4 separate regions of the Mus musculus genome follow, and all the other regions are linked to region 1. Evidence: chromatin contacts called from public Hi-C, HiChIP or PLAC-seq and promoter capture Hi-C data. All regions are on one chromosome and are shown on one strand. Each heading gives the region's core, a stretch centred on a gene start, on an enhancer-like site or on the middle of the called end of the contact. The rest is flanking DNA. Distances are from core to core; before and after follow the strand shown. Region 1 holds the start of Nfx1 (nuclear transcription factor, X-box binding 1). Region 2 holds the start of Nudt2 (nudix (nucleoside diphosphate linked moiety X)-type motif 2). Region 3 overlaps Ubap2 (ubiquitin-associated protein 2). Region 4 holds the start of Aptx (aprataxin).

Evidence for each region. HiChIP or PLAC-seq counts read pairs in DNA pulled down with a chosen protein or histone mark. Hi-C and Micro-C count contacts between places; a contact is called where the count stands out from the background. Capture Hi-C pulls out chosen DNA fragments and counts their contacts.
Region 2: a Hi-C map of CD8 T cells shows a contact between it and region 1, with 4 times the contacts expected there. The contact joins the promoter of Nudt2 here to the promoter of Nfx1 in region 1. A contact is called at or near these places in 3 of 39 promoter capture datasets (cranial neural crest, liver and pre-B cells), 2 of 484 Hi-C or Micro-C datasets (CD8 T cells and pre-B cells) and 2 of 115 datasets of contacts at active chromatin or transcription factors (bone marrow-derived macrophages and double positive thymocytes).
Region 3: a CTCF HiChIP or PLAC-seq map of CD8 T cells shows a contact between it and region 1, with 5 read pairs. The contact joins the enhancer-like site here to the promoter of Nfx1 in region 1. A contact is called at or near these places in 1 of 15 datasets of contacts at CTCF or cohesin (CD8 T cells), 2 of 115 datasets of contacts at active chromatin or transcription factors (both in embryonic stem cells) and 1 of 9 other capture datasets (adipose tissue).
Region 4: a promoter capture Hi-C map of pancreatic islet shows a contact between it and region 1. The contact joins the promoter of Aptx here to the promoter of Nfx1 in region 1. A contact is called at or near these places in 2 of 39 promoter capture datasets (the HPC-7 cell line and neural stem cells), 4 of 484 Hi-C or Micro-C datasets (CD4 T cells, embryonic stem cells, granulocyte-monocyte progenitors and 1 more), 14 of 115 datasets of contacts at active chromatin or transcription factors (the HPC-7 cell line, the SCID.adh cell line, bone marrow-derived macrophages and 9 more) and 3 of 9 other capture datasets (adipose tissue, liver and pancreatic islet).

What each region holds. Positions count from the first base shown.
Region 1 is chr4:40,968,302-40,973,662 of GRCm38.p6, reverse strand. Nfx1 (nuclear transcription factor, X-box binding 1) reads right to left here and starts at 2,720. Exons shown (of 24, transcript NM_023739.3): 1 at 2,604-2,720. The coding sequence starts at 2,628. Gm52692 (a long non-coding RNA gene) reads left to right here and starts at 3,504. Exons shown (of 2, transcript XR_003955193.1): 1 at 3,504-4,061.
Region 2 is chr4:41,462,845-41,468,205 of GRCm38.p6, reverse strand. Nudt2 (nudix (nucleoside diphosphate linked moiety X)-type motif 2) reads right to left here and starts at 3,058. Exons shown (of 3, transcript NM_025539.2): 1 at 3,026-3,058. It overlaps Kif24 (kinesin family member 24), which reads left to right and starts at 3,358. Exons shown (of 13, transcript NM_024241.2): 1 at 3,358-3,496.
Region 3 is chr4:41,238,318-41,243,678 of GRCm38.p6, reverse strand. All of the region lies in intron 2 of Ubap2 (ubiquitin-associated protein 2), which reads left to right. Among named protein-coding and RNA genes, the nearest start is that of Gm24837, 29 kb to the right of the region's middle. Within about 2 kb of position 2,523, at least 17 of the 459 cell types and tissues checked have an H3K27ac peak or open chromatin away from gene starts, as enhancers often do. A contact at or near this core is called in CD8 T cells, where this site is marked.
Region 4 is chr4:40,700,201-40,705,561 of GRCm38.p6, reverse strand. Aptx (aprataxin) reads left to right here and starts at 2,368. Exons shown (of 8, transcript NM_001025444.3): 1 at 2,368-2,425.

The DNA of each region.
Region 1 (5,361 bases), core at 1,471-3,970:
CAGGGAAGCCACGGTCAATTTCCAGCACCCATTTGGCAGCTCACAAATGGCTCTAACTCCAGTTCCATGGGATTCAATACCCTCACACAGGTATAACAATGCACAGTGTAAAAAAAAAAAAATTTTTTTTTAAAAAGAAAGATCTATAAAGAGACTTGAGGAGGGGACTAGAGAGATGGCTCAATGGTTAAGAGCACTGACTGCTCTTCCGAAGGTCCTGAGTTCAAATCCCACAACCACATGGTGGCTCAAAACCATCCATAATGAGATCTGACGCCCTCTTCTGGTGTGTCTGAAGACAGCTACAAGTACTTAAATATAAATAAATCTTTAAAAGAGATTTGAGGAAAGGGACACATAAATCAGGAAGCTGTCCCATGGCCTAAGTGAGACACATTTCAGTATTTTAAGTAGTAGTTCCTCCATTAGTGAGATGTCCTCTAGCCAAGGTATCATTATAATACAAGTAAGGGGTACCAGATACCCAACAAAACACAGCAATGAGAGAGTAATCCAACCAGTTGGCGCTAGAAAGCCTGAAAATAAGGGGGAAATTTTCATCCTGGATCAGTTTAAAGACCTTACTTAGGGCAATGGATCACAGCCTGTGGGTTGTGAGGTCTTTGGGAGCATAGAACAACCCTTTCACAGGGGTCACATAAGACCACTGGAAAATACAGATATTTACATTATGATTCATAACAGCAGCAAAACTAGTTATGAGGCAACAACAAAACAATTTTATGGTTGGGGTCACCACAACCTGAGGAACTGTATTAAAGGGCTGCAGCATTAGGAAGGTTGAGAACCACTTTTGGAAGTGGATGAGCTAGAAATGATGTTAAAGTAAGAACAAAGACTATAGACCAAGGAGGCAGGGATTTCTTGAACACAGGGACTCAGCACATGCTTTGGGGCGTGTCGGTGGTAACCTAGAGCGCAGTCCCAGAGGCTAAAACTCCGAGTCACAGCTAGCCCTCACTCAGCTCTGCTTCAAATGTCCAAGGGTGTGGAAATAAGTCAGGGCGAGGAGGAGAAAACGAACAGATTCGGTTTAGAGGGCCAGTGAAGGCCTGGAGGGGAGTGACAACGTATCTGCCTAAGTTCTCCACTCTCCAAGAAGATTTTTACATTCAAGTCAAGACTGGGGCACACCAATGCAATGTGTTCTTGCACTCTTTAAACTGAGACAGGGAAAAGAACATGACCTGTACAGGCACATCCTAATAGTGGCCCATCAATCTGTCAGAAGTGCAATTGTAATTCAAGCCAATGTTGGACATTGCTGTGATTTTCAGGAAGAGCAGGCCATTATGTCAAATCTACACAGTGGGTTGTGACAAGTCGTCATCGTGGTCTTCTTCTTAATAGTAATGTTAAGAGTATGTTGTTGAGAGTAAAAGAAACCTCTGCTTCTCGGCCTCCAACCCCATCTTCCCAGACAGGATCTCACTATGTAACCCTGGATGGTCTGCAACTATGTAAACCAGGCTGGACTCCAACTCGAAAGATCCTCCTGTTTCGCCCTCCCGAGGGCTGGGATTAAAGATGTGCGCTACCATGTCTGATAGCACTGAAACATTTGGTTTACTTTAAAAACAAAAAAACTTTTCTTTTAATCTTGTGTTCCTGTTTTAGCAAGGGTGCTTTGGGGGGACAGGGACGGGATATATGCCACGTGTTTGCTGATGCCCTCCGTGGCCAGAAGAGGGCGTCAGATCGCACAGCTTTCCAGGTGGTTGTGCAAGCGAACGTGACTGCTCTGTTGAGGAGCTACTGTTCTTAAACACTTGAACTAGCGCCCCAGCTTCTCGGTTCACATTTACATTTAGGTAAATGTGTACTAATACCCCATGCAAAACGTTCCTTTTTTTTTTTTTTTTTTTTTTTTTTTTTTTTGCTGTCCACAAAATTTGAAAGCCCGGATTGACCAATACACCTTGAAGAAAATGGAAATAGCTTATACGAACAGTCAAATGAGGCTGTCTCTACCACAGGGGTAGCTCCAGGAGGGAGAGTGAGCCAACAATCAGGGAGAGAACAGGGAGGGTCTGGGAATTAGCTTACTACTCCAGGCTGACAGATGAGGTAACTGAGACTGGATCACGTCACGCACCTCAATATGGGATTTCACACCCCCTCAGGACTGGGCCCGCTGGCTGGCTGGCCCGCGCGCGCGGAACCCGCCACTCCGAGAGGTAAAGAACACACCCCTAGCACAGCGCGCAAACTCGCTGGCCTCCAGGGCCCGCTACGGAGAGTCGCCTACGCCCGGCCGGCCGGCCGTCCGCCCGCCCGCCCGCCCGCCGGACTCTGCTCCGCGCGGCCTCGGGAAGGCCGGAAGGAGCCCCGCGGGGGGCGCCAGAGGCCCACGTCCGCTCCCTTGGCGCCGGGACCCGCCCGCTCTCCTCGGAAACCCAGGGGCCGAGCCTCCCCATCCCGTGGAAGATGGAGGAGGGTTCCGTACGTGCAGCGCGCGTGGCTTGGCCCTCGCGAGCCACTGTCCCCGCGCAGCACGCACCCCACTTGCCACCGCAATGGCCCGCACCCTTCGGACTAGACTGCTAGACCCTAGGGGTCCCGCGCGGGAAACGGGACAGTACCTGAGACCGGAGGCGCCTCCGCCATCCCGTGCCGCAGCACCTCAAGCGAGCCCCGCCACCGAGCGAAGGCTGTCACCTGGTCACGTGTCCCGGATTTCCGGCGCCGAGAGACTAGTCGCTCCTACGCGCCCGGGGACAGCCAAGGGGGTGGTGCTACCTGAGCACACAGTGAAATGGCGCATTTGGGACGTCAGACAAATGCGCCGGCCCGGGTGCAAGCGGGGTTTGCGGGGGGGACACGAGTGGCTGGAGGAGACCCACCCGGACCGCAGGATCTACTGCCCCCAACTTGCGTAATTGCTTTTCGAGAGCTGCTGGGTTCTCCAGCTGCTACGCCTTTTTGTCAAGTCCTGCCATCCGCCCGGCTTCAAATGACCTTCAGCTAAGAGGCGGCCTGGAGCGGCTCACGCAGGCGACGAGGGGGGGGGGGGCGCTGTAGTAATCAAAGGGCATTGTGGAGGAAAAGACTGCAAAACAATAAAAGGTTACCTGCCAAGGGTTAGGTAGCCCACGACTTCAGGACCTGGGAGGCTGGATCGGGGGTGGGATGGGAGTGGGATGTAGTGAGTTCCAGGTCCTGGGCTACCTATCCCTGTCTGTGTAAAACGAAACACAGTATCTAAAGGACTAATAGCAAATGAGCCACAAACCGGTAGGCAAGTAACAAATACAAATGAACACCAACTGAGGTAGACAGTTTGAAGTTACTGTGTTTTTTTTTTTTTTGGAGGGGGGGGGAGAGTGGGGAAAGGGTGTCCTGATGTAGCCCCTGTTGGTATTCAGGCATTCTGCTGGCCTGCCCCCAGGACCCTAGCAACCACTTAGACCTGCCTCCACCGTGTGTGATAGGTGTGTGCTGCGTCTAAAGAGACGCCCCCAAGCGTCCCCCCCCTCCCCCCCCCCGCCACCCAGCAGCTGTCTATTGTCAGCGTCCGGTCCCCTTCTCTCTGCCCCATGGCTTTGCTCCTGTCTGTCTGACTGGCTCCATGCCTACTTGTCTGCCTCTATTCCTTTCCTAGGCCCTCACTCCTCTTCTCCCAATAAACCACTTTTACTTCAGGTCTTGTTTGCATGACGTAATTTCTCAAGGTTGTACCTTGGCACGGGCCTTGCAGTAGGATCTTCTCTGTCTCAGCCTCTTTTATAGTAAAATATAATCTTCCAAGGTGAGGTGTGGTGACTTAGACTTTAATTCCAGCACTCTGGCAGCAGAGACAGTAGTTCTCTGTGAGTCTGAGGCTAGTCTGATCTACATAGTGAGTTCCAGGCTAGCCAGAGCAACAGTACAACACTGTCTCAAACATTCTCCACGATGTGACCATTTTGGTTACAGGGCTTCTGCACTTCTTTCTAATATCTACAGACTAAGAAGCCTTCGACTGGGTGGCTTAGCCTGCCCCTAACCGAGCACATTTAGGAATCCTTCAGGAATTATATTTGAAAATCGGCCTCAGAAAGGTGAGACACGAAACCGTTGTATTTGTACTACCTGCAGTAGTGAGATGATGATGATGAGAGAGACAAGAGGAGGGAGTGGAGGGGAGAGAACAGACGTTTGTGGGCAAGTTGCAGAGTCAATTGGCATCTTTGGAATTTAGTAGGCTACACACTACTTATTTTCAAATGACATCGTACTCCAGAACCTCGGAGCACAGCAAAGGCCAATGTATAATGTTTAACAAAGTCAAATGAAGATAGCAATTTATCATTAACGCCAAAGTTAACCAGCCTAAAAACCCAAATGATCATTATCTCTGACCAGAAGTTCCTGATGGAACAGAGCCCTGGCTTAGTTCTCAGCAGCAGACACCTCCATGGTCATCACACAACTTGGGAAAGTTGGTTCTCTCCTTTTACCTATGGGTCTGAGGGATCTGACTCAGGTCAACAGCCTAGCAGGAAGGGCTATTACCTGCTGACTCCTTGTCAGCCTTCTGGTTGAACATTACTTAATAGCCTTATGGATTTCTTCTTTTAGACTTCTCATTTTATATCTGTTGTCTATTCTTTTCTGTTGAGTTGCTGTGTTTTTCTTGCTATGGACTTTTAAAAAAAATATTTCTCTGTGTGTGTGTATGTTGAACATGATTGTCTGAGTGTATGTATGTACATGTGTGTCCAGGGGTTCTTGGAGGCCAAAAGAGGGCACTGGGTCCCCTGGAGCTTGAATTACAGGCAATTTGATTTTACGGAGCTGTTAGTGATTTTTAAGTCTCTCTCACACAAACACACACACACACACACACACACACACACACACACACACACGTATATATATATATACACCAGAAAGATGATAAATAAATCCAAGAAGTGAAATTATGCGTGTAAACAGCAGGTCTTTCATTCCAAAGATTACATGAGATATACCTAGGCCACTAGAAACTGAGAAGGAAACTGGGCTTGGAAAATGTTAAAACCAGGGATTGGGGCAGTGAAATAACTTAGCAGATAAAGGTATTTCCTGCCAAGCCTGGTGACCAGAGTTCAGTCACCAGGAACCATATGATGTGAGGAAAGAACTGATCCTTGCAAGTTGTCCTCTGACCTCCACAGATACCTGTGACCCCCCACCTAAAAAAACAATGTGACTTTTGAAAAGCAAGGCTTAATGATTTCTTGGCTATGGAGGATGAAGCAAAATGTAGGCAATGAAGACAATTCTACAGCATTCTGTTTAGGTGACAGGATAATGGTTTCCCTAGCTGGAAGGGAAAACAGCAGAGACTTGGGTCTGGAGGAAGGTGATGATCTATCT
Region 2 (5,361 bases), core at 1,809-4,308, 490 kb before region 1:
TGGCTTAATTCATACCCGGTAGACAATAAGGACTACTGGTTTTAGGTGGAGTGTATTTTGGTCAGACTGACATTTTACAAACTCATTTCGGCAGTAAGTAAAGTGGAGAAGAAACTGGAAGAAAAGACCGCAGGCAAAAAGACATGTTACAAGCTTATTTCCATCTTTTTAAAAAACATGCATTGGTATGAGGAGTCGGGTCTCCTGGAACTGGAGTTACAGACAGTTGTGAGCTGCTGGAAGAGGGGTCTGGTTTGGGTAACTGGGTAGAAAAGGAAGAAGTTACCTATTTCTTTTTGAACTGAGTTGAATTTGAAGTGCTATAGACTACCTACAAGGCAAATGAAAACTGGGTCTTGAGTTTAGTGATATCTCATTCTTCGTTTCCTAAATCCAGTATTTTCTATTAGAAAAAGAATTGCTTTGATCATAGATATTCCAACAACCCATGTGTTAAGGAGTTTTATGTCAACTTGACACAAGCTAGGCTCCCTGGAGAGGAGGGGTGTCCTGACCAACAGGACCTAGTTATTCGTGGGTACGAGGGGAACCACAAACCTGCAAGAGAAATGGGCAGGAAAAAGGAGAGAGACCAAGGAGGATTCCTGTCAAGGTCTGTTTAATGAAGGCTAGGAGCCTGATTATAAGCACACAGTGAGAGAAAATAGGGAGGGGTCGAGGGGGAATTAACAAAGAACAAAGACATCTGGGGACATGAAGGCTGAATTCTGACTGTAGGCAAGAGGCACCCTGAGTCTTATCTCAGGAATGTAGAATCCTCCTTAACAGCCCGGGGTGTCAAGCTGGGCTCAGCACATAACTCAGGTCCTTAGAAGTCTTCGGAGTCAGGAAGAGATAAGGAAGAGGAGACTATAATTCAAATTTCTAGGGTCTAGGTGCCAGGAAGGGATAGGGAGGAGGAGGTGACCGGCTCCTAACACAAGGCCATTTGACTTATTAGGGTGGGAAACTGCGAAAGGCTTACTTTCTCACGGTATGGTCTCCAACAGAGGGGGCCTCAAGTTTAGAAAATGCTTCTATGAGACTGGGCTGTAGGCAAACCTATAGGGCATTTTCTTAGTGATTGATGTGGATGGCCCACTGTGGGTGGGGCCATCCCTGCACTCAGGGTCCTGGGCTCTATAAGAAAGCAGGCAGAGCAGCCACAAGGAGCAAGCCAGTAAGCAGCACGCCTTCACAGTCCCTGCATCAGCTCCTGTCTCCAGATTCCTTCTGACAACGAACAGTGATAAGGATGAGTAAGCCAAACAAACCCTTTCTTCCTCAAGTTGCTCTGGGTCAGTTTCCTCACAGATGTTGTAACCCTGACTAAGACGAGCCACTTTCCCTGAATTTGGGTGCATTTACCTGTCTAATCACCCCCTTTCCTATCTGGTATTCCAAATATTTTCACCCTCTTTCAGTTCAAAACAGTACAAGATAGAAAAGTATACCTGACACTGCTGTGAAAGAAACTTAGCCACTCAGGTCAGGTTGTTACCTGAAAGACAGGTCCTCATTTGTAAAGTGACTCTAACGTGTATTTCTCATTGTTGAGAGTTTAAAGTATGTGTAGACAGACATGAATACATGCCAGTCACTCTTATCTTGTATTATAATAGGCCACCTGAATGCTTCTCTGTATTATACTGGCAGTCAACTCTTTCTAATAGTTGAATCAAGAATTTCCCCACCTCTGTGTCATAGTCCTGTCTCTCCTGGAACTCAGAGATCCTCCAGCCTCTGTTAGGAATAAAGACATGCACTATCATTTTTATATTTTTCAGGAAACAGCTGATAAACAGTGTTCACACTAAGTATTAGTAATTTTTAAAGATCAACAAGATTAATTCCCTTTAATATATTGTCAATTTTCTCTTTTGAATACTGTATTTCCTTATTAGTAAGAATTACATTTATTCTTTAACTGATTAGTGATTTACTTTTGTTTATGTCTTGTGTGTCTGCCAGTTGTGTGTGGTATGTGGGTGCCTGAAGAGTCCAGAAGAGGGCCATGGATGCCCTGGAGCAGGAGTTGGGAGGCTACTGTGAGCCACTTGGCATGGATGCTGGGAAATGAACTCAAATTTCTCTGGAAGAGAGGTTAAGGGCTCTTAACCACTGAACCATCTCTCCAGGCCCCCGAATCGCTCATTTTTGAGCTAAAAACGAGCACTCCATTAAAGTACATATGAAGCTGCACACATGCTGGCTACTGGATTTGTTCCTACTATGCTGGTGGTTCCTTTTTGACCTGAGAGGCTAGGCCTGGCCAAGCATTTTTTCCCAATAGTCTTTGCAACCCGTTGAAGCATTACTATTATTTTTCACAAAAGGAAAAAAAAAATAAAACTATGGTTCAGAAATATTTTTGAGTAGTTAATCAAATGCAGACACGTCCAATTTCTAACATCATTAAGCTTAATTGCCACTGGACATTAGAACATTTCTGCATTGGCAACTTGACTCTTCTCGATTTAAGCTGTTTCGCCTTTTTTTCTTAAGACGGGAATCTTGTGACTTTCTATCTCTGGGGGCTAAAGAGCACCTGTCACTCTTCCAAAAGATTGGGGTTCGGTTCCCCGGAACCTATACCAGGTGGCCCACACAACGTTTAACTCCAGCTCCTGGGATCCGACGCCTTCTGGATTCTGAGAGCATCTGCACGCACGTGGCGCGCATAGACAGACACAGACACACACACACACACACACAAGTAATAATTTTTACCAAACGTAAGATCTTTTGGAATGCAGGCAGGGTTTAATCGATAACTACAAAGCAAGCCTAGGGAGAAGATATGATTGGCCCGCTAAGTCCCAAAGGTGAATCTCTCTGCCTCTGGGATTCTTCCGACCCACGCCCTCACCACTGAACCTAGTCCTCTCTGGTGCACAGAGATAAACCGAGGTCCCGCGAGTGGATGGGGCCTGGCCTACACGCGCCTCACTGCCAGCTCCGTCCCCGCAGCAACAGGTCAGGAGCCCGCGACACTCCCCACGCCCCCCAGCCCCACAGCACTCACCCGTAGCCCAGAGGCAGGAGGCGGTCCTCGAACGGAGACGTAGCGCGCCAGCCAATCAGAAGAGCCCGGCTGCACTTCAGACGAGCCACAGAATTGGGCATCAGGCGCTTCCACCCGCCCCTGAGGCGTGGTTTTTTGGCTGGGACCGTCGCGAGATCTGCCTCAAGCTGAACCATTGGTGGAGAATGAACCGCCCCCTTCCCCTTCTGATTTCTGATTGGCCTTTTAGAGGAGAGGTGACAGGCTCTGTGAATGACCATTGGTCGGTGCTGCGGGACCGCGGGCGGGCGGGCGTCGGCGCGCGCGTTCGAACTGGCGCTTGTGGCGTTGCCATGGGGATGTGGCCTGGCGGACACCTAAGGCGGGTTGACCGGACGCTCTGCTAGCCCGGCCTTAGGGCTTTCTCCTCACCGCACTATTTCTTCGGTCCTCCCTGAAAACTGACTGAGGAGGAGCCGGGATTGCCCTGAGGTGAGAAACGGTGGCTTTAGCTTGAGCCCAGGCTCTGCGCCTGCGCGGGAGCGGGTGCTCCTGTCTGCGAGCGGCGCGAGCCGAGACCGGTATTTGCGGGGTAACTAGAACTTGGCTTCTCGGGTTCTTCGAGGGTTCTCGCGCTCTCTCACGTTTCATCTCCCTGTCTACCGCCTCTTCAGCAATTACCTCGACCACCACCAGCTTTGAGGCTTTTCTGAGTACCCCAAAGGCCTCTTGCCTTTGAGACACGCTCTTCAGAGCGCTTCGATTGGACTTTCGGTTGTTTTGTGAACTTCCGCAAACCTCATTCTCCTTTTTTCTCATATAATTTTGACCTCTGAGATAAGACAAGCCTTTCCACAGCGTCTTACGCATATTAGTTTTTTGTTTGTTTGTTTTGTTTTTTTAAGGAAATATTTGTTCAGTTGGCTTTCACTCACTACAAATAGATTCAGTTATCTTTCTGCCTTGTCCCATTCAAAGTCGATTTGGGGGCAGGTGGAAGAGAGAGGACACCCTAATCTCATATACAAGAGACAGAAAATTCAGCGTTGGCGTTCCCACGTTGGGGGCAGGAAGACCTGCTCAGTGTGGGTGGCAACATTCCCAAGGCAGGGAATTCTGAGCAGTAATAGAGTGGAGAAAGCAAGCTGACCGCTAGCATACATACATTACTTCATTATTTACTGCTTTTCTTTTTTTAAGTTTTTGTTTGTGTGGCTTTTGTTTGTTGGTTGGTTTTGAGACAAAGTTCTCAATCAGAGAGACGTGCTCTCTCCACATTGTAGTCTGGCCTACAAGTACCTCTTCTCAAACCCCTAAATGTATTTGCTTATAACAGGCCATTCTGTCCTTATATGCCCGAGGATTTCCTCTTGTTGTTTACTGACCACCAACTATCGTAACATTTTATCTGTGCTTTGGAAACTGAAATCAATTATTTGACTTTGAGTTTTTTTCACTTAACAGTGTGTGTGTATGTGTGTGTGTATATGTATATGTGTGTGTGTGTATGTATGTGTGTGTGTGAGCACTCAAGTGAAGGTCAGAGGACAACTTTGAGGAACTGGTTCTCATTTTCCATGTTTTTTAAGCAGCTTGTTTCTGCTGCTGCAGTGCATACTCCAGGATATTTCTATCTTACACACACACACACACACTTACTTCTCCCTAGGAGTGCTAGGGTTACACATGTGCAGTACCACATGTGACCTTTTATGTGGGTTCTAGGCATTGAATTTGAACCATTAGGCTTATTATAGGTTATGTGCATTTACCTACCAAGCCATTTCCTTGACCTTTATTTCAGGTGGTTGGTTGGTTGGTTGGTTGGTTTGTTTGTTTAATTTTATTTGTGTACTGGCTAGTTTTGTGTGTCAACTTGACACAGGCGCGAGTTATCACTGAGAAAGGAGCTTCAGTTGAGGAAATGCCTCCATGAGATCCAGCTGTACGGCATTTCCTGAATTGGTTATCAAGGGGGGAGGGCCCCTTGTGGGTGGTGCCATCTCTGGGCTGGCAGTCTTGGTTCTATAAGAGAGCAAGCTGAGCAAGCCAGGGGAAGCAAGCCAGTAAAGAACATCCCTCCATGGCCTCTGCATCAGCTCCTGCTTCCTGACCTGCTTGAGTTCTGGTCCTGACTTCCCTTGGTGATGTACAGCAGTGTGGAAAGTGTAAGCAAGCTGAATAAACCCTTCCCTCCCCAACTTGCTTCTTGGTCATGATGTTTTGTGCAGGAATAGAAACCCTGACTAAGACAATGTGTATGAATGTTTTGCCTGTATGTTTGTGTACCTTGTATGTGTGCAGTATGAAGGAAACCAAAAGAGGGTGTTGGATTCTCTACAGCTGTAGTTATAGAC
Region 3 (5,361 bases), core at 1,274-3,773, 270 kb before region 1:
TTGAACTCTGTGTAACAGAGGCTGGCCTTGAGTTCCTGGTCGCACTTCATCTACCTTCTCTTTGCTGGGATTATGGGCATGTACCACCATGCTCATTTCTGGTTTTGTATGGGGCTGGGGATCAAACCCAGGGCTTCTTGTGAGTTAAATAGAGAGATAGTAAACTATATTACCAGTCTTGTATTTATTTTTTGTGATGCTGTGTGTCAGTATATAACTCAGGCTGTCCTATTAACTCTCTGTCCAGATATGTTTGTGTAATAATATCACTATTAATTTTACACACTTAAATTGTTTCCTTTTCTCTATTTCTTCACTGTGAGACAATGAAGAGCTCACCTCCTTTAGCTCATGTCTATTTAATACTTGCTTGACTCTTTTCTCTTGGCCTGTTTTAGGGATGTTTGCATATATGAAACTCCTGCCTCTAGCTGTTTTAGTTTGTTCTTAAATAAAAACGTGCAAGCGCTGGGATTTGAACACTGCACTTTACTGATTGAGGCATCTCCCCAGCCCTGTACCTGGTCAGCTCTCATTTCTGTTGCTGCGTTTTCCTTTGAACTCCAGAGACTTGTCAGTTTGCCTGTCACTGATGTGGATTGTGCTTCCTTGGATCTGAGTCTTTGCACTCATAGATTCACCTCAGAAATGTGACACTTGAGTATTCAGTACCAGAAGTAGTTGAGGTCATTGAGACGGCCTAGCAGGTAGAGATGCTTGATGTTAAGCCCAAGGATCTGAATTTGATTATCCTAACCTGCGTGGTGGAAGAAGAGACCCAAATCTCACAAGTTGTCTTGACTTGTACCTGTGGGCTGTGGGATTCTGACACTTAGACAGACACACTTGTGCACACACAATGAACTAATGAGTGAAAGAAAAACACAACTGCCTTTCCCTTGCTTTCTTATCAAGGCTCTGTACTAATCCAGGTTCCTGTTGCTAAAACATTATTACATGTTAAAATTCCTGTGTGGGGGGCATGATTAATGTATTTTCTACTGTACCCAAAAAACGAATAGTTCAAGGTTGTGTCAGTTGGGTTGGACACAGTAGCGTAGAGTTGAGTTTCAGGGTCCTGTCTAGCAGTGAAATCTGTTTTGATTTTGTAATTTTTTGTTTGTTTGTTTGTTTGTTTTTCGAGACAGGGTTTCTCTGTGTAGCCCTGGCTGTCCTGGGACTCACTTTGTAGACCAGGCTGGCCTTGAACTCAGAAATCTGCCTGCCTCTGCCTCCCGAGTGCTGGGATTAAAGGCGTGAGCCACCACTGCCCCACCCTCTTCTCTTTTGACAGGATCTCTCTAGCTCTGCCTGTCCAGGAACTCACGCCTTAGATAAGACTAGGCTCAAACTCAGATCCACCTGCACCTGTGGAGTTAAAGGCTTGTATCATCAGCTTATTTTGATCTTAGGGAAAATGTTTTAGTGTCTTTCATCATTATGTATTACAATTGTCAATTTCTGTAGTTCCTTTTATCAGGATAAGGGTTTTCTCCTCCATGCTGAAATTGTTGAATAGTCTTTATAATAAAAAAAGGTTGGATTTTATAGACCAGGCTGTGGTGGTATATCCCAGCACTTAGGAGGCAGAGGCAGGCAGATCTCTGAGTTCAAGGACAGACTGGTCTACAGAGTGTGTTCCAGGGCAGCCACGACTATCTAGAGAGACCTTTTCTTTCTTTAAAAAAAAAGTTGAATTTGTCAAGTACATTCTGTGACTATGAGGATGCTTATAGGGTTTTGTTGCTGTTTTTATTGATAAAGTATCCTTTTTTTATGTGTTTTTTTTGTATTACTACAATCTGGTTTGCATAGAGTTGAAAAGTGTCCCATGTTGGTTTTGAGAGTTTGTGAAGAATTTGTTGTTGAAATAACTTCTCCCTCCCTCCCTCCCTCCCTCCCTCCCTCTGTCCGTCCGTAAGTCCGTCCGTAAGTCCGTCTGTCCATCCGTCCGTTCGTCTGTCCATCCATCCATCCATCCATCCATCCATCCATCCATCCATCTATCTATCTATCTATCTATCTATCTATCTATCTATCTATCTATCTATCTATCTGGCCCAGCGTGGTGGCGCATGCCTTTGATCCCAGCATTTGGGAGGCAGAGGCAGGCAGATTTCTGAGTTTGAGGCCAGCCTGATCTACAAAGTGAGCTCCATGACAGCCAGGGCTACACAGAGAAACCCTGTCTTGAAAAACCAAAAAAAAAAAAAAAAAAAAGAAAAAACAAACCCCCAAAACCAAAAAAATCTATCTAGATGGGGTCTTAAATCAGGCTGTAAGTGTAATTAGGGTTAAATCAGGCTTGCCTGGGACACACTGTGGCCCAGGTTGCCCTTAAACACATGAGATCCTCCTGCCTTAGCCTCATGAGTGCTACAGATCTAAACCACCAAGCTCCACTTTTCTGGGAAGTTTTGATGACTAGTTTAGTTACTTAATCTATTACGAGTCTCCCTTTATAGTAGTTGATGACCCCATTCCTCTTCTATTCATCTTTGTGGCTTTTTTTATGATTAAAGTGTGAACAGTTACAAGCTACAGTGTGGTTTGTAGGTCAAAGGACAACGTTTGGGTGTCTATTCCCTTGCTGAGGTAGGGTTTCTTTTGTTCCTGCTGTCAGCATATTGCAGGCTGGCTGGTCTTTGATCTTCTGGAACAATTCTCTAGTCACATCTTTTGGTAGACATGCTGAGGTTATAGATACATGCTCCTGCATCCTGACAACTTACATATATCTCTAAGGTGTCAGGTGTCACGGTTGTATGGTTAGAGCTTTTACTAGCCGAGCCCCCTCCTTGGCCCTAGTTTGTGTCTTTTTCAGTATTGTATTTTATCTAGGCTAATTTGGTGACACATACTTACTTGTTCTAGGTTTCCTTTCATAAACCCCGAATTTTCATTTTTGTCGTTTGTTTGAGGCAAGGTCTTACTTTGTGCTAGGATGTCTCTGAACTCACTTTCTCCCTCCCTCCCCTTCAGTAACGGGATGTTAGGGATGTATTAAGCTTTGCAGTCTCTCCAGTAACTGTGCCCCTTCTCTCTTACTCCTAATATTACTACTCTTGAATCTTGTGTCTTTGTAGCTGGGTATTTATTGACATCTCCTCAACTATGAGTCAACTCTTGAACAGGTAGCAAAGAAGCTAGCTCAAAAGAAGAGTGACCACCTACCTTGCTAAAGCCCTGGGTTCTGTCTCGAGGACCACCAAAAACCAAAGCAAAGTGACCCCCCCCCCCCGAAACTTAAAGACTCACGTTTTCCCCGTTTTCTTTTCTTTTTCCTCCTCCTCTTTTTGAGATGGGGGTTTCTCTGTATAGCTATGGCTGTCCTGGAAGTCTCTCAGTCGACCAGGCTCCCTTCACCCCCTTCCCCCCCTTTTAATATAGCATTTTAATCTTTAACACAGGTGATTTGGAACTCAGTACATAACCTGGGATGGATTTGAATTTGATCAGATCCATCTTCTCTGTCTCAGCAGTGCTGGGATTGAGTGTAAGTGACCACACCCAGCTGGGAGTTATGTTCTAATTTGTTGACATCCCTCTTTCTAATCTTCATTTATTTTAGTTCCTCTGTCTTCTGTTCCTTCTTTTCTATTTGCTTAGATGTATTAGTTTGCTGTTCTCTCTTTAATTTCTTAAGGTATAAACATAAATATTTTTTTCTTCTTTCTGGTTTTGTTTAGTTTGAGACAGGGCCTTTGTAGCTTGATTGGCTTCTGCCTCATGATCCTCCCTCCCTGACTCTTGAGTGATGAGCACTGCTGTGATGGCAGATACATGTTATTTTTAAAAGTAAAGTGTGTGTGTGTGTCTGTGTGTGTGTGTCTGTGTCTATCAGTGCATGAAGGCACAAAATGTAAGCTCAGGCACACACACACACACACACACACACACACACACACACACACACACACATGAAGACAAGCATGTCATGGTTGCATATGCTGCTTGGAGGGCAATTTTGTAGAGTTGTCCCCTCTTTTCACCTTTATATGTGTTCTGAGGATTGAACTACATCACCAGGCTCATTTAACCTGCTGAGCCATATTATGCCAGCCCATACGCCTTGGTAGAGACAGGGTCTCACTGTGTAGCCCTGACTAGTGTGGAACTCACTTTGTAGATCAAGCTGTTCTTATAAAGATCTGCCTACCTCTGCCTTCTAAGTCAGTGGTAGGATTATAAACTTTTGTTATGCTCATCTTTTTATGTTGGTTCTAAAATGTATCTCTATTTTATATGTATAGATGTTTTGCCTGCATTAATGTGTGTGCACCATGTGTGCCTATTACCTGCAGAGACCAGAAAAGGGTTTTGGGTCTTTTGAAACTGGAGTTATTTATAGGTGGTTGTTAGTTGTTATGTGGGTGTCGGGAACCGATCCCGGGTTTTCTGCAAGATCTGCCATTATTAATCCCTGCCACTATCATGCACTGATAGACACACACACAGACAGACAGACAGACAGACAGACAGACACTGTACTTTTAAAAATAACATGTAAAGGTAAAATGAAAATACATATTGACAATGAGCCATCACAGCAGTGCGTAGGAATAGAGAGCTCCTATCTTCTACCCTTCCTCCAGACATGTTCAATCAAAAGTAATAGGCAATGTTTAGATGCTATGAAAGACAGTAGGAGGCACTGTATTAATATAGGACAAACTATCCTGGTGTGCTTCTAGCTCCAGGAGCATCCATGGTTTGCTATCATTCAGAAATGGCTCTCATCCAGACTCCAAATATAATGTGATCATTCCGTCAGGTTATTGTTTTCTTTGGTTGTTCCTATCTCCTTGTTCATTGATCATGCTGTTGGGCTTTTGTCTATAATAATGGTACTTCTCAGGTGATGGTGGGTCCAGGGAATGGTTATCTGGTGTGCAGTAGGAATAATGAAAGTATATTTATGGTTTTTGAGTATACTGGGAAAGATTGCATTGACACTGTCAAGAAGTGTGGGTGCTGAATTTCTATACAGACATCTTTCTGGGTTTAATGCAGTAAGTAGTGTTTGGCAGTTAAGCTGAGGTAATAGCATGAAAAGATTGGGATGACAGGCTCGGCATTTAGATTGGGCAAAATAGGCCACAGCTGCTGGAATTTGTATAATACAATCACCCACCTACATGAAATAGAAAGGCCTTGTAAAAGGTGTTTTATGATTCAGAAACTGCCAGTACCCCCTTGTATCTTCAAGTTCCTTGAAATGAGTAAAATTTATAATAAAAGTTGAATGGAGCTAGGCTGTGGTTCAGTTGGTATAGTGTTTGGGCAGCGTGCACAAGACCCTGGTTCAATTCCTAGTTTCACATAAACTGGGAGTGATGGCACAAACCTGTAGTCTAAGCA
Region 4 (5,361 bases), core at 1,119-3,618, 270 kb after region 1:
TGGACAGCCAGAGCTATATAGTGAGGCCCTGTCAACAACAACAACAACAACAATAACAGCCCAAAGCAAGAGGATCAGGAATTTAAGGCGATCTTTTAAGGTCAGCCTTGACCCTGTCTTTAAGAATTGGGAGAAAGCCGGGCGTGGTGGCGCAAGCCTTTAATTCCAGCACTCAGGAGGCAGAGGCAGGTGGATTTCTGAGTTTGAGGCCAGCCTGATCTACAAAGTGAGTTCCAGGACAGCCAGGGCTATACAGAGAAACCCTGTCTCGAAAAACAAAACAAAACAAAGCAAACAAACAAACAAAAGAAATGGGGGGGGGAAGACAAACAAGAAAGAATAATAGGGGGTTGGAGAGATGGATCAGTAGGAACACTGGCTACTCCTCCCACCTCACAGTCTCTTATAACTTCAGTCCCAGGGATCTGCTTTCTTCTGACCTCCTCAGGCACCAGGTACACACATGGTGTACAGACATACATGCACGAAAAACACTCACACACATTAAAAATCAATAAATTAAAAAAGAATATGGGCTGGAGAGATGGTTCAGTGGTTAAGAGCACTGACTGCTGCTCTTCCAGAGGTCCTGAGTTCAATTCCAGCAACCACATGGTGGCTCACAACCATCTGTAGATGGGATCTGATGCCCTCTTCTTGTGTATCTGAGGACCGTGACAGTGTATTCATATAAATAAAATAAATCTTAAAAAGTATTAAAAAAATAAAAACCCAAAGAAAAACATTAGCCTTAAAAAGGATCTTTTGACTTGTGCCACATTGTAGATGAAACTTGACACCTAGCTAAGTGAAAGAAAATGATTACAAAAACCAACACTACATGATTTCACTTAAATGGTATTTCCAGATTGGTTAAACCCATGGAAGCTAAGAGCAGAATAGTGGGGCTTTAGGGTGACAAAAATTAGTAGTTGTTTGATTCATAGAGAAACTGAAAAAATTTTGGTGCGTAGTCCCCTAGCAATGTGAACCCCAGTGAATGTCTTAAGTGCCTGCCACGCCCTTGACCGTGCATTGTTCCAAACAACCTTGCTTTTCTGGTCAGTGCACTGCAGACAATGGAATAGACCTAATACAGTGGCTAGGAAAACTCTGCTCAATTCTGCACAAATGACCCAGTTTAATTTTTAGCTGTACGAGACACAATGGAGACTGCGTAGAAGTCTTGGCTAAGAGGCCTAATCCTGAGGGAAAACGCAAACTGTCGGGTCACCAGATCTGCCTTGATGTCTTAGGCAGTTATGGACCACGTTCTCAGCCTTGAGGTTTGTACAGCTTGAGATTCCTCCTCCCTTCCTGCTCTGATCCTAACATACACCCGCATCTTCTTTGTCAACAAAAGCACGGCTTTCCCTTGCTCTCAGGGACATCCTCCCATCCTGTCTTGTCATCTCCATCAGACAGTGGAGCCTGCTTTTTCAAGAAAACAATAGTAACCCATTTGATCAAGAAACAAAAGAGCTCTTAGCTGAGAGTGGGGACGAAGACCTGTCATCCCAGTATTTCAGAGGTAGACGCAGGGGATCTTGAGTTTGTGATTAGTCTAGGGCACAGTGAAACCTTGTCTAAACAACCCCCCCACCCCCAAAAAAGGGGGCCTCCGTAAGGTTCAGTTTCGACTGCGTTTCAGATTCTACACTCTGATTTTACTCACGAGATAGGAATTCTTTCATCTGCCAAGAAGTCTTTAGTGATTTACAATACAAGACTTTCAGGGAACGTCCTGGAATTGCTATAAAAATCAGTACACATATGTCATCCCAACCTCCTGCTGATTGCCCTCAGTTCATTTAGAGAAGACATCATAAAAAAAAAATCTTAGCAGGGTTCCTCTGTCTCTCTCTTCAGTCTTTTTTCTCCTTATAGAGAGAAAGAAAAGTGTAATTTTAACGTGGGTGGTAAGGCACTCCAGCCTGTAGTTTAAACGATGGCTTCAAAGCTGTGTTTGGTAGCTCACATCTGCAATCCCAGCACTGGGGGAATCTAAGGAGATTCTCGCGAGTTCAAGACCAATTTGGGCTACAGAACGAATTTCTCTCACTACCTCCAACCTCGTTCTTTCCCTTTCAAAGATGGCTTTAACTTATAGCAAGCTTCCTGAGGAGGAAGTGCTAAAAGGCGACATGGCTGCGTAGATGAGCCACAGAAGACTGCTGTCTGAAATCTCTCCGGATTCAGACAACCGGGAGGCTGCGAGCAAAGGAGCTATCCTCACGGGGGACAACTAGCGGCTAGCGCCACTGTTCTACCTGGGTATCGGGCGAGAAAACGTTCCAGCCAATTCTCGAAAAGATACTGGAATCATCACCGGTTGCTAGGCAGCCGTTTGTGACGTCATCTCTCAGCACCGGAAGCGGCGAGGCGCAGTAGAGCAGCGTGAAGTTTGTGGGTGTCCACAGTCGAGGTAAGTTAATGGTCCGCCTGCCTTCGTAGTTTGCTGGGTTAGAAGCGGGCAGGGGCATTTGGCCCGGGCTGCTAACTCGGAGCGGTGACCTTGAGGGTGGAGTTCGAGGTTTCTTTCTTCTGGGCGGATTAGGCTCCACCCCTTGGTCTTGCTCAGGTGGGCGTGTTTCAGAGTTTTGTTTCCGCCGCATTGTTCCGGCCTCCCACCCTCCCCGCCCCCCATCCCCACCCGGCTCCTGTACCTAGTTGGCTGCCAGATCAGCATGAAAAGATTTAGAGATAAGAGTGGACAAAGTCCATGCAGCGGGGCTGTTCAGCCTGACAGGAAAGTGTTTCTGCCAGAAACGCCTTCCAAGAGTAACTCGAGGTGCACTAGCAGTGTCCCCAGCGGGCCTTAAGAATGCCGGAAGCAGTGTAAGGTCTTTCTCTTTACAATGCAGAGATTCAACAAAGCAGGGGTTTTTGAAATGACACCAATTTGGAATTGCTGGGTAATTACTTTTGAGAAATCGACATATATTGGGGATTTCGTAAGAGGCCCTTCCTCCCCACTTAATTTTAGAGGTCTCCTGTAGCCCAGCTGGCCTCCTCAAATTTCTGATCCTCTTGTCCCTACCTCCCAGTGATGGGATACAGGCGTTTGCCACTGGGCTTGGACAATTTTTTTTCTTCTTCAAGATGGGTAACAGTATGTAGGGTAGTCTAACCTCAAACTTCTGGATATCCTGTATTAGCCAGGAGCCATGCTGCATTCTTGAAAGATGGTATGTGCAGGTAAAGGTGCCTGCATGTATGTCTGGGGAGGGAAGAGTGAGGATGTTGGCCAGTGGAGCCAGTCTGTGAAATACTTAGCCTAATTCCTCTGAGAAATTAGAAGCTGAGAGTCTTAAGTTCAAGTCTGTGTTGGACATTAGTCCACACTCACTTGTGCTTATGCAACTTTAAGTTTAATTGGAAATTCAGTTCCTTACTTGTGTTAATGGCCCTTCAAAAGCTCAGTTATCAGTGTGGCTTGAAGGTTTACTACATTTCCATTGTTGAAGAAAATTCTTGTGCTAACAGCGCTTCAAGATAGATTTCTGGCCTCATGTCACTTGCCCTGTCATTTGGGTTTCCTAACGTCATTGTTTGTATATGCTAGGCCCAGGGCGTGGCACTAATAGGAACTGTGGCCTTGTTGGAGTAGGTGTGTCACTGTGGGTGTGGACTTTAAGACCCTTGTCCTAGTTGCATGGAAGCCAGTCTTCTCCTAGCTGCCTTCAGAACAAGAGGTGGAACTCTCAGCTCCTCCAGCCCTATGTCTGCCTGAACACTGCCATGTTCCCACCTTGATAATAGTGGACTGAACCTCTGAACCTGTAAGCCAGCCCTAATTAAATGTTGTCCTTATATGAGTTGCCTTGGTCATGGTGTCTCTTCATAGCAATGGAAACCCTAACTAAGACACCTAGGACTCAAAAATAGCTAGGTGGGGTCTGGTGAGATGGCTCAGCAGTTAAGAGCACCTTTTGGAGGTCATGAGTTCAAATCCTAGCAACCACATGGTGGCTCATCTGTAATGAGAAACAAATAAAGAACCTATGGGCCGGAGAGAGTGGGCCCTGGAGCAAGCGGGATTGGAGCAAGAGGGAGAAAAGGGAAGGGGAAAAAAGAGCTGGGTGGTGTTGGTGGTACATGACTTTAATCCCAGCGGGAGGCAGAGGCAGGTGAACCTCTTGAGTATGAGGACAGCCTTGTCTATAGTTCCAGGACAACCAAGGCTACACAAAGAAACTCTGTCTGGAAAAAGGAAAACCAACCAACCAGAATTAATCAGGGCATAGTAACCAGTGGTGTAGTCAGCAAATGGGCCATTGCAGAAGGGAGAGGGAATGGTAGAATGAACTTCTGTTTTGGGGCATTCTACTTTAAACAAACCCAGCTATGTTCTTGTATTCTGCAGTCATTAATTCCTACAGATTGGGTCTGGAGGCCCAAATGGGCCAACCTGCTGTTTAAGGTTTTGTGTAAGCATTGTGCAGTAACTGCATCAGCTCCACAGGAAGCAGTGCATCGGAGCATCACAACTTAAGAACTTTGTGGCAGAAGGGAGTGTGTTTCCATCGTCTTGCCATGTTCCTATCTGTTCACTGGATTCTCTCTTCCTACTCAGAAGCTGCACTGTCTGCTGGCTTCTTTGTCAATCATAAGACTTGTTTCTCAATACCCAGTAAGGACATGCTTCACTCTCCTGTCTCTTACCTGCCCAGCCATCAATTTGTAGCTGGTCCAACAGATGCCCCATGGGAGGTAGCATTATAAATGGGATCTGCCTGCAGTACCATCACCACTAGGCCGGGGTTTAGATCTTAGATGAACAGCTGACTTTATACTCGTATCAGCTCCCCTCAGAGACCTGTTGAATTGTCTTTTGGACTTTCTGGCCTCTGTTTTAATAGCAGCTTCTGGATTTGTCTCTGATCCCAGCTCCCTGCACTCCTTTGCCTACACATGGCCCTTGGCTAGGTATTCTTGGGCTTCTGTTGATTCATCATCCTCTGACATGTAAAGCTTGGCTTTGTCTCCTGCTGACTGTGTTGGAGCTTAGCCTCTTGTCCCGGTGTTCTTCCCCTACTTTGCCCTCTTTTTGAGTGACACTTGAGGCGGCGTGTCTGGTGCAGCCAAGTCCACCTTCTCCTGACTCACACTTCCTTGTGGAAGCCTGCACTGTCACGTGTGCTCTTTAACCCGAGATGCCTGTTTCAGTCCTTCCTGCTCAGTCCCCTTGGCTCTTGGCCTTCTCTGACCTGGTGGCTTTGGAGGCCTTTTCTGACTGACAGAGAACTTTGAACTGAATTGGTAAATTGTTAATCCGCTCTGAACTCCCCGCTGGTGGCACTTTTGCTACCACAAGCCAAAATGCTCTGGATTCGTGAATGTAAGACACACACACACACA